3 separate regions of the Sus scrofa genome follow, and all the other regions are linked to region 3. A link is a contact called in public HiChIP or PLAC-seq data. All regions are on one chromosome and are shown on one strand. The core of a region is the stretch at or near the end of the contact, and the rest is flanking DNA. Distances in the headings are between cores, read along the strand shown.

Evidence for each region. HiChIP or PLAC-seq counts read pairs in DNA pulled down with a chosen protein or histone mark.
Region 1: an H3K27ac HiChIP or PLAC-seq map of alveolar macrophages shows a contact between it and region 3. The contact joins two enhancer-like sites. A contact is called at or near these places in 1 of 47 Hi-C or Micro-C datasets (heart right ventricle) and 1 of 2 datasets of contacts at active chromatin or transcription factors (alveolar macrophages).
Region 2: an H3K27ac HiChIP or PLAC-seq map of alveolar macrophages shows a contact between it and region 3. The contact joins two enhancer-like sites. A contact is called at or near these places in 3 of 47 Hi-C or Micro-C datasets (liver, mesenchymal stem cells and skeletal muscle) and 1 of 2 datasets of contacts at active chromatin or transcription factors (alveolar macrophages).

What each region holds. Positions count from the first base shown.
Region 1 is chr14:99,169,922-99,173,024 of Sscrofa11.1, reverse strand. The region is part of intron 2 of SGMS1 (sphingomyelin synthase 1); the gene reads left to right. Among named protein-coding and RNA genes, the nearest start is that of ASAH2, 30 kb to the right of the region's middle. Within about 2 kb of position 1,689, at least 17 of the 83 cell types and tissues checked have an H3K27ac peak or open chromatin away from gene starts, as enhancers often do. A contact at or near this core is called in alveolar macrophages, where this site is marked.
Region 2 is chr14:99,239,272-99,242,331 of Sscrofa11.1, reverse strand. It overlaps a transcript of SGMS1 not described here. Among named protein-coding and RNA genes, the nearest start is that of SGMS1, 24 kb to the right of the region's middle. Within about 2 kb of position 1,306, at least 11 of the 83 cell types and tissues checked have an H3K27ac peak or open chromatin away from gene starts, as enhancers often do. A contact at or near this core is called in alveolar macrophages, where this site is marked.
Region 3 is chr14:99,393,125-99,396,057 of Sscrofa11.1, reverse strand. It overlaps a transcript of SGMS1 not described here. Among named protein-coding and RNA genes, the nearest start is that of SGMS1, 180 kb to the right of the region's middle. Within about 2 kb of position 1,292, at least 25 of the 83 cell types and tissues checked have an H3K27ac peak or open chromatin away from gene starts, as enhancers often do. A contact at or near this core is called in alveolar macrophages, where this site is marked.

The DNA of each region.
Region 1 (3,103 bases), core at 440-2,939, 220 kb after region 3:
GGAATTAAAGGGAGGACACCGATTTAAGAAACTCTGTGGAGTTAGCTTCAGCAGAATGTGGGAGTGGGATTAAGAGGCTATGAGCAAAGTAAAATAGAAAATAGCACTGGGAATTCCCGTCGTGGCGCAGTGGTTAACGAATCCGACTAGGAACCATGAGGTTGTGGGTTCGATCCCTGGCCTTGCTCAGTGGGTTAACAATCCGGTGTTGCCGTGAGATGTGGTGTAGGTTGCAGACGCGGCTCAGATCCTGCGTTGCTTTGGCTCTGGCGTAGGCTGGCGGCTACAGCTCTGATTAGACCCCTAGCCTGGGAACCTCCATGTGCCTTGGGAGCGGCCCAAGAAATGGCAAAAAGACAAAAAAAAAAAAAAAAAAAAAAAAAAAGAAAAGAAAAGAAAATAGCACTGGGAAGCTTCTTCAGAGTAGGTGGTGTGTAAGAGCTTTGAATGACAGGCAGGGTTCCAGGCGTCCAGGCAGAGGGAGTGGCTGGTACAGAGGTCCTACCTAAAGCGGAAGGGACTTGGTGTGATGCGTTCAAGGGCACTGAGGGCTTTGGACTGAAGCTAGAATTTAGGAATGATGGGGAGAACAGTGGGAGGCGAGGTTGGAGAGAGTCAGGCCAGGTCTTCCAGGGCCTCGAGGGCTTGGTAAAGGACTTGGATTTTATGCAAAGTAGTTGCTATTGGATGGTTTTAAAGGACATACTCTGTTTAACTGTTATAAAGTTGATTCTGCCTACTCTATGTAGAAGGGGTCTTACAGAGGCATGAATGGAATTAGGAGAGTAGGTTGAAGGTCATTGTGGAAGTTCATGCATGAATGACAAAATATTGAGAAGTGGATAACATTTCAGAAAAACTGGTCAAACATTGGGGGAATGTAAGCAAATCTAACTGGGCGTAGACTGTGTGAACAGTAATGAAAAGTAGATGATTTACTATTGGATATCTATGAAGATTTTTTTTTCAGTATTTTAATAATTAACATAATTATGATTATTATCAAAATAATGATATTATTTTGTAGAATAGTGTCAGTATGACATAATACACTGCATAAAAAATCTGAGTTAAGGAGTTCTCGTCTTGGTGAAGCAGAAACGAATCAGTCTAGGAACCATGAGGTTGTGGGTTTGATCCCTGGCCTCACTCAGTGGGTTTAAGGACCTGGCATGTAGGTCACAGACTTGGCTCAGATCTGACGTTGCTGTGGCTGTGGTGTAGGCCAGCTGCTACAGCTCCAATTAGACCCCTAGCCTGGGAACCTCCATATGCCATGGATGCGGCCCTAGAAAAGCAAAAAAAAAAAAAAAAAAAAAAAAAACCTGAGTTAAGTGGATTTTGAAATAGAGCTTAAATGTGAAGATGTTGCCTCACCTATTGGTACACTGCAGCACAGTCTCAAAATAAAATTGGGATTTCTTACACAGTTTAAAGCCATTGCCTAAATCTTTTTGTCTTGTGTAATATATTTATATTTCAGCTTCAACTCTCTGAACCACAATTTCCTCATCTGTAAAATAAGGATCATTGTAGTCTTGCACTGCAGGTTGTTTTAAGAACTAAATAGCACGAAGTTTGGCCTGGAGGAGAAATTTGGCAAAATCTTAGCTGTTAATAACAGCCTGGGGAAATGCCTTGGTAATGAGCAATTCTCTGATTCATAAGAAAGATATCCTCTTGCTGGTGAGGAAGCCAATTTCTAGGAAAGTTGATTGGGATGATCCATATCAAGTGAGGCTTTGTTAAAGGTACAGCCAGCATCCATGTGCCAGATGAGCTATACACCTTGTCCCCAGGGCACATTAGTGGAATGTCCGAGCAGGTACCTGAACTGTGCGTAGGCCTCCGTGGCTGCTCCAAAGATATGGGCCTCCCTGCTCCGGGTCCAGATGTATGTGCGCTCTCTCCTGTTTATTGCCTCCTACTTTGGGCTATCGATTAGTTCCAATGCTCTGTCTCAGGACCTGTTTGTTTCTGAAAGCCAATAGCTTCCCTCAAGAGCTGGCAGAGCAGGTCTGAGCACTGAAAGAATTGTGTGTCTTCTGGCTCTGGCTCAGTTGAAAGAGATAGCTTGTGGGAAACGAAAGAACTTTCCAGTATTTTAATTTTACTTTCCAATATATTCATTTCCTTCATGGGTTTTCTTTTGGAATTTCAGACCAATGTATCATACTCCAAAAACAATGTAGTAGTGCTGTTTTCAGTCTATTTTGGGTAGTAATTAATCAGGTTCTGGGTACTTTTTCCTCTTTTAAGTAGGAATATTAAAAAGTTTAATAAAGTTACCCATTCTGGACATAAGATACTATTCTAACAAGTCTTAATAATTATCTATAAAATATTAACACTTTTATTCATATTTCCTTATCATCAAATTTAACAATTAATGTTATTCGTTTCTGTCAGAGAAAGAAGTAAGGAGCCTATTACTCAAATACTTGGGGGAGGAATAGATAACTGGGACCCAGTACAGGTGTCTGTGAGGTCATTGCAAAGTGTGAGCAGATGGGAACCAGACTTCTTTCCAACATGGAAAGAGGGATGGATCCCCTTTGAGAGCAACCCCACTGGAGTTTTGAGAATCATAATGTGCATCTTGTTCTTGGCATTTGCCAAATCTCTGGAAATACCTCATTAAGATTTCTTCTGTGGCTTTTTTGTTACCTTGTTACAATTTAACTACTTTAAACCTCTTTTTTTTTTTTTTTTTTTTTTTTAGCACATCTTGAACTTTTAAACTTAAGCAGGAAAGAATTCTAAGGTGTAAAATTCTTTAAGGAAATACATATCTTAATAGCATACAATTTTTGGAAACACTTTTATATCCTGCTTTTTAAAGTTTATGGTAGGAGATTCTTGTATAATATTATACATTGAAGATGCTCTAAGCTTAATTTCAAAAAGATTAAGTAAATGCCAAAAATCAGAAAATTCTTACTAACAGCCACTTCCAAGTTGTCACCATGTTAATATTGATGAAGTCACATGGATAAAGTCATTTGACTTTTTCACTTCAAGTCAAAAAGTAAATATGACTGAATTTTTAATGTTTGTTACTTTTAAAGTAGTTTTCATAAAAGAATTTGTCTTTTCTCAGCCT
Region 2 (3,060 bases), core at 57-2,556, 150 kb after region 3:
AACTCCTAGTACCAGTATTTCTGTGCTCATAGGCTACTTGTTAAACTCACTTGCTTTGAGTTGAACTGATCAAGGGCTTCTGCATAATAGGTAACACCTTGGGATCTTATTTCTTTTGGGAAACAGCCTGTGGTATTGACAGAAAAGGCCTTAAATACACTGGGGTATTTGGAAAAGGCCCCTCAGGTCATGAAAATGGGAAAACATTAACTCTCTAAGATGTCTAAAATATAAAGGGGTAATTAAATTTGAATTTTGATTCAGGTTTCACCTAATAGTTGTAACAGAGCTGAACATTTAAGCGAGATGCTTTGGAGCCACAGCCTCATTTTACTTGTCACAAGAATGCCGAGAGGTAGAACGTTATTATCTCTTTTATAAACCGAGAAACAGCCTCAGCAAGTTTACATAATCCACTCCAAATTTCACAGCTAGTTAATTTAGTTTACATTTGAAAGTAGCCTTTAAGCGTTGTAATTTTTCCCTTGTGGCTCCAATTATTCCTATCATAGTGTTGATTTTTCTGTGTGAAGTAATCCAGAGGAGGTTCTTTGTTCAAAGGAGATTTTTAAGAGATTTTAAAAAGCTTCTCTGCCCCTGTGCCAAAATATCAAAGTTCAAGGAATAATTCATTTGCTTTGGAAGCTTGTGGTTTTCAAATATTAACTAAGCAAGCTTTCTTCACGAGGCTGCCTCACAGTTGTTGATTTGGGGGACCTTTTTTTCCTGAAGCCCTTCTGGTTCTGGATGTACAAATTCTTCTCCTCACCAGGTACAACTCAGCTGTTCTCTAATTGTAACACCCAACAGCTATGTCCTGGGATGTGCAGTGGTTGAATCTTTGGTGTGTGGTTGCACCCTGGCAGAATTTTGCATGCTCTGTGAAATGATGGTAAATTTCTGCTCACACTTAGGTTGGTGTTGAACGTGCTGGTTAGGAATGGTGAGGTCACAAGGCACACTCTGAGTGCTAGAACCTTTCTTGTTGGATGGAAGTGGGGAAGTTTCAGCATGTCTCACCAGGGGCAGCCAGTTCTGGGAGAGTCCATCTTCTGGAGTGTCTGTTGGGATGTCACATAATGCAGGAGGGCAATGTCACCTTCTTAGAGGACCAAGAACTGCAGTATCTGTTCTAGGACCAAGTATTGCTCACACCATGCCTCATCATTCTTGCCGTCTGTTTGACACTGTACACCCACCCACCTTCCCAGGCAAAGCAAGCCTGCTTTGGCCTCCTCCTTAAACTTACCTCTCTAAATCCCAGCTGCCTTTAGTGACTTGAGTTCTTGGGGATTTCGAAAAACCATGCCAGTGTGATGATAAAACCACTTGGGGGTGATCTTGAGAAACCCATGGAGAGGAGGAAGTATGCCAAACAACTTGATTTTCAAAACAGGGGAGACGGCAGAGTCTGGAAACCTTAAATGCAGAGCATATGTTGATGTTTAACAGATTATTAAATCACATTTTCAAAAAGATGGATTGGAGTCACTTAGAAAAAGTGGAGATCAGTATCTAGTATTACTCATCTTCAGTTGACCTCGTTTCTTTTTCCATAGTTACTGAACAAGTGTATCTGGACATGCCATAGATAGGACACATCTGCTCTGGCAGAATATATAACAAAGTGCTATGTGTTCTACTCAAGATGGACAGATGTGTTGGAGTTCCTGTTGGCTCAGCGGTAATGAACCCGACTAGTATCCATGAGTACTCTGGTTTGATCCCTGGCCTTGATCACTGGATTAAGGATCCAGTGTTGCTGTGAGTTGCGGTGTAGGTCGAAGACACAGCTCAGATCCTGTGTTGCTTCGGCTTTGATGTAGGCCGGCAGCTGCAGCTCCAAATTGATCCCTAGCCCGGAAACTTCCGTATGTTGAGGGTGTGGCCCAAAAAAGACCAAAAACAAAAAGATGGACAAATGTGGGTTGCACAGCAGTATAGGCAAGTGCGCTTTTGTCTGGTTATACTCACAGAGGGATGATCAGTAGGGTGATGTCAGATGTAAACAAAGTGCCAGCAGTGTTCCTTGATGAGGGCATTTGGTACAGCAGGACAACAGAACGCACGTATTAGTGGAGGTAGAGAATTTAGATCCAAGCAGGTGATAATCCCACAGTTCTTTGAAGCAGTGTAGACAGTGGTTAAGAATTGGGACCTTGGAGCCTGGCCTTGGGCAAGTTCTTTGACCACTGTGCCTCGGTCTCTTCATTTATAAAATGCTGATAATACTTCCTCATACGGCTGTTGAAGATCAAATTAGATCGTTCATGTAAAGTGTTTAAAAACAGAGCCTGACTATAATTTGTATGTGTCATGCTTTAGTCTTTTGTTACTGCTACCTCTTTTCTTCTTAAGGAGGTAGTGAAAATTTCCAGGTTTGTGTCTACGTGCGTGTCCAGAACAGAGTAATCAGGTTTGGAGAGGGTCTAGAGACTATGAACAATGGTTGAAGACACTGGAATGTGTTCCTTAGTGTCAAAGCTCAGAGATAGTGATCATGAACCGTAAAGTGAAGTACAGGTGGTTCCAGCCAGTCTGAATCCTAATATATTTCATCCAGTCTGACAAGCGCTTCCTCTTACAGAGCTGTAGCTTGGTGTAAGAGAAATCTCCACGAATCCAGGATTTAGTAGAGCTCTTTCCTGGTATCAATGCAATCTTTAACCAATAATGTGATCTGAGACAGTTAACCCCGTGGCTTCCCGTGGGGTGTGATTTACCCCTCAGGGAACATTTGGCCTCGTCAGGACATAGCTTTGCTTGACACAGCTGGGCTGGAGAGATGTGCTACTGTCACTTAATGGGTAGAGGCCGGGGTTACTGCAAACATCCTACCATTCGCAGGACAGCCCTCCAACTAAGAGTTACCCTGTTCAAATGTCGATAGTGCTGAGGTTGAGAGCCTCTGGCTTAACTCTTCAGTGTACATATTTCTGTTTGTGAAATTTGAATACTGGTCTTTGCTTTCTCAATATCACAACTAGTTTTAAGAGTATATTGATGAAAGGGCCTTTAAGAGCTAATGTATTCTGGAATCTGCAGATGTATACAGTATAT
Region 3 (2,933 bases), core at 43-2,542:
GCTTACAGTAAAGTCATATTGCAGATGCCTTTAAAAAACTTGTACGCCTTCATCCAAGTACAGAAAACAAAAATTGATGACCATATCTGGCGTTGTCACTGCTGTGGCACAGGTTCCGTCCCTGGCCCAGGAACTTCCACGTGCCATGCATGCAGCAAAATAAATAAATAAATAAATATTGATGGTCACAATGTAAACATGTTGCCGTTACCAGGCCAAGAGATAGACCTTGTCCACCCCTTTAGCAGCTCCTCTGTGCTCTTCTCAAGCATGACCCTCTCCCTCCCCACTGGGTGGCTTCCTTATACCAGTCACTTACTTGTGGCAGGTGCTTTTTCATCCACACTGTGTCGCATTCTTTCTGCTGGTTCTCCTCTCTAACTGTGTCCTCCTGGGGGACTCAGGAAAGCCAGTGCTCTAACCTGTGGTCTCCGGGAGGCTGTACCTGATTCTGGCTCTTGGCTGTGTCACTGGAGCAGGACTGTCTCTGGGTGCAGGGGTGTTGTGTTCCTTCTGCATTTTAACCTCATGTGGAACAACAAGATTATTGGGCTTGGCCTGAGGCCCGGTGTTGGAAACGACCCTGGGTGGTATTTATGTCTCTTTTAGGCTGAACCCCTCCGGCCTCCTGTGGTGCCTTCCCTGGTGAGACCTGGTGTCAGGCCTGGCCTGGGAGCTGGCATCTGTGTACCTCTGGCACTTGGAGATGGATTTTCAGTACCTTCATTCCAAAGGACACACAGGTGTAATCAGAAACCCTGCACCTGTGGATCCTTGTAACTTAATCCCCAGTCACTAGGGGACTGATTGCATAGGAAGAAGGTTCCATAAAAAGAGGCTGTTATATAAGAGGATTTGGCATGGTTTCAGTATCATGGCATTTTAGCAAGGTGCATTTTGACTATGGTATAATGCATTCCTTTAATTGAATTAGCCATGTGCGATTATTTTGTTTCAGGAGCCACAAGACTGCTTGGCCTGTGTGTATAGAGTGCCTGTCCTGTGGACAAGGTCTTGGGACAGTGGCAACCCCAGTCTCCCATCTGGCCAGAGAATGATGGGTTCAAAAACAGCGACCATCAGGGGCTGATATCGAGGCCCAGGTGGCCCACCCCGTCCCACCACGTGCTATTAGATACCCCAGAGTGCCTAATAGGAAGGCACTGCAAGTGCCTAATAGGAAGCTGGCATCTGCCTGTAGTTCAGAGTGAAATTACTGCTCTGATGTTCTCAAGGCAGACGTTTGATGCTGGGAATGAGTTGCTGAAGCTGCCAGGAACTCTGCTGCCAAGGTTTTCTTTTGATTGGAAGTGCTGGATCATCTAGTAAGGGCCACAGCAGTGACCATGTCAGCTTCCATGACAGTGTTTTTCAAAGTGTGGTCTTTTTCTACCTGTGTGAATGGCAGGGGTACAGGGTGCTGCGTTTGTGTGTGTGTGCTGGGGGAGGAGGGGATGCATGCAGGGAGTGTTAGGGGAAAGTAGATTCCTGAGCCCCATACCCACCAAACCAAAGTCTATGGCTATGGAAACCAGGAAACTACATTTTAATCAATTTAATCACAAAAGGCCGTCACCTGGCCTTTTGTGCACAGCTGACTCCTAGAATCTCTGATCTAGAAAGTGGTAGTTGGATTCATTCATTTGGGTTGGGGTAAGTTGAACTAAAGAGTGCCTGGGGCCTCAGACTTATTTGTTGATCTGAAAGAAGGAAATGCACACCAACTAGGCTGGACTCTGAGATTTTTAACTGTCTGTTGAACCCAGATGAGGATATGCTCTCTGGTGGCTTGGAGATGTTACTGCAGTCTCTCCTTCCTTGTTTCTCCTGGTTGTGAGTGATGGGCAAACTTCCGGAGTCCTCAGTGGGGGTGGTGTGAGCTCATCTGAAATAGTGGTCAGCAGAGACCAGCTAGTGAGCCTGGCAACTGTTTGTGGAAGTATTTCCAGCCTCACATACTCTGAAAGCCAAATGTTTCTTTGTCCTGCATCCTTCCGCCTTTGAATTTAGCTAGTAACTCAGTTCTTCCTATATCAGTTGAGAGTTGAATCATCAAGAAACATCTGAATTACCACATGGATTTTTTTGTTAAAGTCAGGGTCTTGGTAGCTGCTTTGAATCTCTCAGTGTACGAAGATAAAAGATTTGTTACTCTTTTTAAAAATTTTTTTTTTTTTTATTTTGCTTTTTAGGGCCACACCTTCAACATAGGGAGGTTCCCAGGCTAGGGGTCAAATCAGTGCTGTAGCTTCTGGCCACAGCCACAGCTACAGCCACAGCAATGCAGGATCCAAGCCCCGTCTGTGACCTACACCACAACTCATGGCAACGCCAGATTCTTAACCCACTGATCCCACTGATCGAGGCCAGGGATTAAGGCGCATCCTTGTGGATACTAGTTGGGTTTGTTACTGCCGCGCCACAATGGTAACTCCTAAAAGATTTGTTACTTGTGAAGGGCACTGAGCACCTACAAAAAAACTGGCATAAATGTGACTAGATAAGCACAGCTCATTCCTAGAATGTGAGAGTCATAGAGGGTTTGAGCGGGAAGGAACCCCAGAAATCTTCTAGTCCGGCAGCAAGCTTTGGCTCCAGATGGCTTGTGTTCTGTTTTGGCTCTGCCATTTGAGACAAGCTCTGTAACTTCACGCCTCAGTTTCCTCGGCTGTCAAGTGAGGGTTTCTTTGTGCTGTGCGGGGATTACGGTGAGCCAGTATATGCACAATGCTTGACTCGTGTCCAGGGTGCAATAAATACTCACAGGCCATATCACAGATGAAAAAAATAGATCCAGAGAAATTCTGATTTGCGTGCGGTCAGATCCTTAGTTCCAGTTTCAGAAACCAGGCCTCTTCACTCTTAGTCTTATTTTGTTCCTATTGACTGTTCCCGTCAACTGGTTCTTAAACTATGACTTTATATCTGCCCAG